Regions from separate parts of the Danio rerio genome. Here region 2 is linked to region 1. A link is a contact called in public Hi-C data. All regions are on one chromosome and are shown on one strand. The core of a region is the stretch at or near the end of the contact, and the rest is flanking DNA. Distances in the headings are between cores, read along the strand shown. Region 1 holds the start of ncapd3 (non-SMC condensin II complex, subunit D3). Region 2 holds the start of melk (maternal embryonic leucine zipper kinase).

Evidence for each region. A called contact is a pair of places that touch in the nucleus more often than the background predicts.
Region 2: a contact with region 1 is called in a Hi-C map of an unstated tissue, with 4 times the contacts expected there. The contact joins the promoter of melk here to the promoter of ncapd3 in region 1. A contact is called at or near these places in 3 of 18 Hi-C or Micro-C datasets (caudal fin, hematopoietic stem cells and an unstated tissue).

Annotation. Positions count from the first base shown.
Region 1 is chr1:23,130,975-23,134,750 of GRCz12tu, reverse strand. ncapd3 (non-SMC condensin II complex, subunit D3) reads left to right here and starts at 1,756. Exons shown (of 35, transcript NM_200330.1): 1 at 1,756-1,848; 2 at 2,411-2,565; 3 at 2,649-2,811. The coding sequence starts at 1,797. primpol (primase and polymerase (DNA-directed)) reads right to left here and starts at 1,462. Exons shown (of 14, transcript NM_001037378.2): 1 at 1,391-1,462; 2 at 8-290. The coding sequence starts at 190.
Region 2 is chr1:23,447,719-23,451,494 of GRCz12tu, reverse strand. It overlaps melk (maternal embryonic leucine zipper kinase), which reads left to right and starts at 2,085. Exons shown (of 18, transcript NM_206888.2): 1 at 2,085-2,289; 2 at 3,185-3,265; 3 at 3,365-3,450; 4 at 3,610-3,726. The coding sequence starts at 3,202. frmpd1a (FERM and PDZ domain containing 1a) reads left to right here. Exons shown (of 17, transcript XM_005170936.5): 17 at 1-1,605. The coding sequence ends at 354.

The DNA of each region.
Region 1 (3,776 bases), core at 507-3,006:
TCTAGACCTGTTTAATGTGCTGAGCAAAGGCAATGGCTGCATTCTGGCGTGGGAAGAGTCTCCAGATAGAGGATGGCTGCCACGGCTGGGAGAGACGTGGTTTGTATGGACAGGACAAAGGAGAAGACTGAAAGGATGATGCCCTCTGCTCCACAGATTTCACCCTGTCCTGCCACTTTCCGCCAGTCATCCTTGTCTCAAAACACTGGAGTATGACTAAATCTCTCTCATGCTATGTGATTTGATCTTCAGAGTCCAGCAGAACAAGAGCTCAGGAAAACTGCAGTCACCTGTAAGATAGAGATAACAGGCCATAAGCAATTATACAATGAAGACTTCTGACACAAAGGATCTGAACAGATTTCTGATTAGGGCGGCACCATATATCGTTTCAGCATCGATATCGCAATGTGTGTGTCAGCAAAAGTCACATCGCAGGATGCAGTGTTGAGTAAGGATTATAGTTGAACAGCACAACAGTTGAGAGTACATGAGATTTGTGGAGTCTTTGCAAAGCATAACCATAACAGACAGAAACTTTATCATTTACATGTGTTTCAAAGGCATTTCAAGAGAGTTTAAAGCATTTTGGCCACAAAAAAGTACATTTGGAACTTTAAAGAAGATTTTTTTAAATTAATGCAATGAAGATTATACAGAGTTATTTTACATTATTCAATTTCTGTACTTGACTAATGTTTGACTATAAAGAAAACCATACAGCACTGTTTATTTAACATTTATTTTAATTATTTTTGCATGCAATTTATTTTATATATACAATCCACACCCTTCAAATTCAATCAATCAATCTAAATTAATGCTCTGTTGAAATTGTAAATTGAGGAGTGCATCAATCCACTATCAATACATTTGGTCATTTTATAATCATAAATAATGATCGCAGATGCACAAAATGTTACAGTAAAAGCTCAAAATAATCTCCATTGTGGTTAACATTAGTCAATGTGTAAACTAACAATGAGCAAAACATTTGTTATTACAATATTTATCTTTAAATTTAGACATAAAGCTGTCCATTACCAATAACACCTGCCCCATGTCCATTAAATATTTGTTAATTCATTATAAAAACCAAATGTTATATTTACTAATGGTGAAATTAACAAAAACAAGATTCTATCTTTTTAAAAGTATCTTTTAATGTTTGCTAACTGTAATTAACGTCCAATGTCAACAATGGAAACTTAAAAAGTAATCAATATAACAAATATACAGACTGACAGATCTTCAAGTGGAAATTGTCAAACAAATGTAGGAATACGTAGCAGAGGTGTTACAAGTAAACCATAGGAAATGTATGTACATTTTAACACTAGTGCTAACTTACTTTTTTAAATTAGTGATACGCATAGATTTGGTCACCTACTTGTTATTCTCCTTTTATACTCCTTAGCTGTTTTGTTTTTGCATGTTTACAGTCCGAAACACGTATTTTGAGGAACCCGCGTAAATGTACGTCGTACGGATGAAAACTTGCGCATGCGCTTGATTTACGTGTTTCATGAATATTAATTATGGTGACTTCTCCTCAACGTTATTTGACATCTACTTGCATTTTGGATTGTTTTTATTTACTGTGATATTGAATATTTATAGTTTTTTGTACATGCATTTATGATTTTACTTTGGTTTTAAAAAAAGAAAAATAAATAAGAAGATCGTTGCCTAATTAATATTTATGAGTTCGCTTGCGTATGCCGCTATGCATGCTGGGATTTGTAATGTTCCACTGGTTCCACTATAGAGCTGTTGGCGCGTTATTTTGAACTAAGATGGAGTTGATACGCGCTTTGCAGTTATTAAAATTGAGCAGCGTGTCTACAGGTATAGTGGCATTTTTTTGTAAACACCATATAACAGTAACAACCGATCGTATATGTATACGAGTTTTGTATGTAATGATTTAGTAAACCTCGATAAACGCTGAACTGCGACCGATGCTGTCATCCCGAGGGCTTGTTTTGGTTTTGAGCAGTCTTCTGTAATACAGCAGAATGTAGGATGTTTTATGCGAAGCTGTTTATTCTGCAATGCCACTGTTTGTATGTCTACATGATGTTTAACTAGCCTATTATCTGAACCGCTAACGTTAACTTACAGTGATTTGCGTTTTCAGTTTCACTGTATGTATGTATATATATATATATATATATATATATATATATATATATATATATATATATATATATATATATATATATATATACACAAACATACACACACACACAACTATGTACATTTATATTTAATTATACAATTTAATATATCTTTCTAAATAAACAAGTCACTTGATAACTGTGTGCATCTTAAAACCTAATGCAATGTCTGCATTATTTATTGGCATCATTTTCTGTAATGTAACTGTTTTCTGTAATGCGTGTTTCAGCCTGGGTGGATACAGTGTGGGATTTCGAGTTCACCCACACAGACCCTCTTGACCCTGTTATTGAGAAGGAAATAAAGGAAACCCCAGATGTCTTCAAGAAGGTGTACATGCAGCTGCTTCCCTTCTCCAATGAGGATGATGACAACAACACAGAAGTATAAGATTACAAGGCAGTGACTTTTAATTGTAATGTTTATTGGTCAGTATTTGTGCAAACCCCCTCTGGTTTTCCCCTCAGAATGTGTGGGTGGTGTTTGGTGAGAACGGTGTCTCTGCAAAAACTCTGGTGGCTGTCTTGTCTTACTTCATCCTCAGTGCTAAAACCAAAAGTCCCAGTCTTGAACAGAGACTTTGTGGTCTCCAGGCAGCATCTCTGTACTTGTTACTGCTGAAAATACCAGGTCAGATTGCAACTCCTTCACCTAATGCTGAATTTCTCTTGAATATATATCAGATTTCAGGTTGTATACTAATGCAGATGTCTTATCCACAACCCAAACCATTGTATAAATTTAGGCTTAAGGATGGTGATACCGAATGTTATTTTTGGGATTATTCGCTGGAGGTTTTATCATGGTATATGGTATTATCACAATATAGACCTAAGCTTTAACAGGTATAACAACAACAACAACTTTTACTGTATTGTTTTATTGTATATTTATGTTCAGAGTAAATAAATGTTTCAGCCAAATAAATTGCTAAAGCATTATGAAGTACAATCTGCTGGTTAAGTCATGAAGTATTGGTGACGTATGAAATACTTTTACCGGGTCCAAGCCGCAACTCATTTGAATTGAGAAAATATTTGTTTATGACCACTTTTTAGTCATATCACACAGTAAAGTGAATTTTATATCAAATCATGGTGTAAGCAACAGTCTCTGGACTTGCTGCATCAAAGACACCAATATTTTAACAATCTATATAAAAAAATTATCACTTTCTGGCCATCAGATGTTGGGCAGATGTTAGTTACATATATATATATATATATATATATATATATATATATATATATATATATATATATAGTGATCGTGATTTTCAAAAGTATAACATTGCTTGGTAAAAGTTTATTATTATCATTTGTTGAGTCTCCCCATAAAGTTTGATGAACTGCTTCATGTGATGTCACACTTAACTAGCGGATAGATAACACTTTACAAATTCTCATTTTTAAATTGAATTAATAGTATAGTTCATCAAAAAAGTTATTGGATTAAAATCAGTAGTGAGAAAAGTCAGATTTATTACATTTACAAAGTTACTATTTGTAAAGTAATACAACTGAATTTTATTAGTTATTACTTCATTTTAATAAAACGATTATGACTTGCAAAAAGATTATGTCTGCAATTTCTAA
Region 2 (3,776 bases), core at 836-3,335, 320 kb before region 1:
GCTCGGGGGCTTTTAGCTGGATGTCAGCGTGTGGTCAGGGTTGGGCAGACGCCAGAGGAAACACTTCAGTCGCTTGCTGAAAGCTTCCGTTCACTGGTACAGCTGACAAGTGTGTGTTTATGTTTCTCCAGCTGCCAGCGGTGCAGGGAGCGCCATGCTCAAGCACTTACAGGACTAGCAAATGTTGCAAAAACTTATCAGGACTTTGCTCGGGCAGCAGAGCTAGTGGGAAGTGCTGCCGAAAGGAAGACTTGTCTTGAGCTCAGTATTAAGCTCTTGGCCCGCCAATGCACTGCATTAACATCCTCAGTCTTCTGCCTCACTCAGCTCTTTCGCACTCTCACTGCCCTTTGACCTTTGGACAGCTACATTGGGTAGTCCCCCCATCCCCCTAAACTACAACAAACCTGTGAGAATAACTTAAATGTGGTTTTCTCAAACCATCTCATGAGATGTATAAAATTAACACCAAGGCGGTGTCCAAAGGTACTGGCATACCAGTAATAAGCATGCACTAATACATACACACATGCAGACAATGAAACATAAACCTGCCATTTAAGTGTTTTGAATGGATTAGCCTAAAAGACAAATGTACTGAGAAGATAATTTCCTAACAGGGTACTATAGAGCTTGTTTTACAGTATTTGTATGTGGGGTAAAGTTATTTAGTATTGAATGTAATTCTAAACCAAAAGTCTTTGTACTATGATTACAGTAATTTATTCTATTTATGAGGAAAGCATAGATCAGGATTCTGTGTTGTGTATCTTCCAACATTCTCTTCTCTCCTTAAATTTGCTATCTCTTGCTTGCTTTCTCACTACTATTCTAACCAATGTTATGCACATACAGTAAATTTTCTTCTGTCTGCCATGCCTACTTTCTATTAGATAATGCTCTAAAAGTGTTCTGCAGTAATCACCTGGGTTATAAATGTTTACAAAATACAAACAACATTTTCTTGAGTAGGCAGTAACATTTTTGTGTTCTTTAAGATGAATATACCAAAGCCGATGGATGAATGAATTTGCAGAGTGATTGCAGATTTTTCAATCAACATCTGCATATGCTTTACAGGTTTAACTTCAAGAAGGTAGGATAATTTGGATCATAGATGTGGAGGAACAATATAATTGTTTAATAGCAATCTATAATTTAAATAGAAGCAATCTAATTTTGGTGCTATTCGTTTATTTTTTCACAGACAAGTCATTTCTTTATATTCATTCCTCCTATTTTTCCAGTCCTCACAAAACACTGCTCATATAATCACCATACAATGATCAAATTATTGTAGAAATTCGTTCAAAGGTGACAGAAAATTACAAATATGAGTGCGTAAAGATAGCAAATGACTAAATTATAAGCAAGGTCATTTACCCACAAGTACATGTGTCTGAATACCAAAAAGCTGCCATGTACTCTTTACTTATAAGGCATGCTGTAAGCCATAGGCATACTGTATTTCTTGAAAATAGTGGGCAAGGCTGCATGTAGAAAATGAATGCATGATTGAAAGAGTGATCAGTGAGTGTATGGATGGATTATGAAAACCAACATTGTAATGCAGTATTCACCCCATTAAAATTAGTTCCAAATGACTGTGATGTATTTTTTTATTATTAAATTTAAAATGATAGATAGATAGATAGATAGATAGATAGATAGATAGATAGATAGATAGATAGATAGATAGATAGATAGATAGATAGATAGATAGATAGATAGATAGATACACTGGTCAAAAGTTTGGGGTCAGTTTTTTTAAGAAAATGATTCAAGGATAATCTAATTCAGGGGGTAGATAGATTACATTTCATTCAATTATATTTCATGTAACGTTAGGTGTCAGATTCAAATGGCTGTTTACGTTGAAATTAGCTATGCTTTATATGTATGTATGAGAGTATATTGCCATGAAACCTGACCTGGAATTAGTAACACGGCAGAAACTCTTCTGTATCGTTATTTCTTTTCTATTCAGTTATAAAGGCGATTGATTTGGGGAAACAAAACACTTCTGGATCACGATCAAAAGGACTTTTACCGTATAACCGTAACCGGAAACAGGAACTCGTCTGACACCAAGGGGGAAATTCAAATTTTAAAACATGTTCAAATGAATTGTTTTGGTAGTCCAAGTTGTAATTTTATCGCATTGAAAACATTCGAATTTTTAAGTAACAACGTAACCGATTGTCTGTTTTCATTCTTAAATTGTACATTATTTGTTGTTTTGAGCTCTTTTTTATCGGCGTTTTAAAGACCATCATTGGAGCACAGTTGGTAAGTCTGTTATTAAAACATGTCAGTCAAAACAAACCCTTTTCATAAATCTGTACTGCGTGTACGTCAGGTAATTTAATGACTAATGATATTTCTACCCAGTTCCATTTAAAAAATATTTTGTGTGATATACTGATTTATACGTCGCTTTTTGTGCGACTGTCTGATCTAACGTTAGTAACGTTACAGTTTTAGGAAGAGGAGATGATTGCCACATTCACGGCGAGAAAATGATAGAAAAATTTATTTAGTTGAATGTTGAACATAAAGTTTAGGCTTTGTGCTTGAAACTTTACTTTTGTGTGCCGTTGTTATGATCACCGACATTGCAAACGACGTGAGGCTTTCTAACAAGCATAAAACGTCCTAACTCACTGTTTCAAAATTTTAGTTATTTTATCATTAAACCAATTAAGTTACATGACATGTTGCAAATACTGCAAGAATAGCTTCCTTAATTCTCTAGACCCGTGGAGTTTATGCTCAAAACAAACATATGCCGATGAAAGTTGGTAGCCTGTGAAATTTACTTAAGTGTTTTTTTCAAAGCTGATTTTCTTTGTTCTTATATTTTTGTTTTGCAAGTAAATTATATATCAATGACTTAAACTGATGCTCCACAGATTTATTTTTACATTTTGAATTGTTGCTAACATACAGTGGTAATGTTGTCTCTTAAAACAATTTATTTCAAAATATTTATTATTTTGAAAATGATATATTATATCAATTATATCATATACGTATTATAAGTAGTTCATCTAGATAAGTTCAGGCTAAGAAACAAACTCAGAAACTAAGAAAGAAGTGTCTCACCTGTGGGATATTGACAGTTAGGAGGTTTTAAACATATCTCATGTTAATATGTTTAAAAAGCATGCTGTTTCTGATGCAGGTGTATGTGTATTCAGTATGCCAGTAGACAGCACTTCTGAACTCCTCAAGCACTATGAGGTTTATGAAACCATTGGCTCAGGTAATGTCCCTCAATTGTTTATTTATATATATAATATATAATTTATATATAGAGAGAATTTCAATAAAGAGTACAATTGAATTCCACTCTAATCCACAGGTGGGTTTGCCAAGGTCAAACTTGGCAGACACAAACTGACAGGAGAGAAAGTAGCCATCAAAATAATGGAGAAAAAAGATCTTGGGGTTTGTTATTCATTTTAAATGCCTTTACCATGAATCACAACATTTGAATGAGTACCTTAATAATTACGAAGGAAGTTATTTCTGAATTTATTCCTGATATTGAGATTTAATTTACTTTTGAAATTCAGAATAGTGTCTTTCAAGTGTTTATGTTACTAGGATGATCTGCCCAGAGTAAAGATAGAGATTGAGGCAATGAAGAACCTCAGTCATCAACATGTATGTCGTCTCTACCATGTCATTGAGACCACAAGCAAAATCTACATGGTGCTTGAGGTATGCTTTGCTGAATGTGGTTCTGATGTTTAAGGAATACCTATTAATCT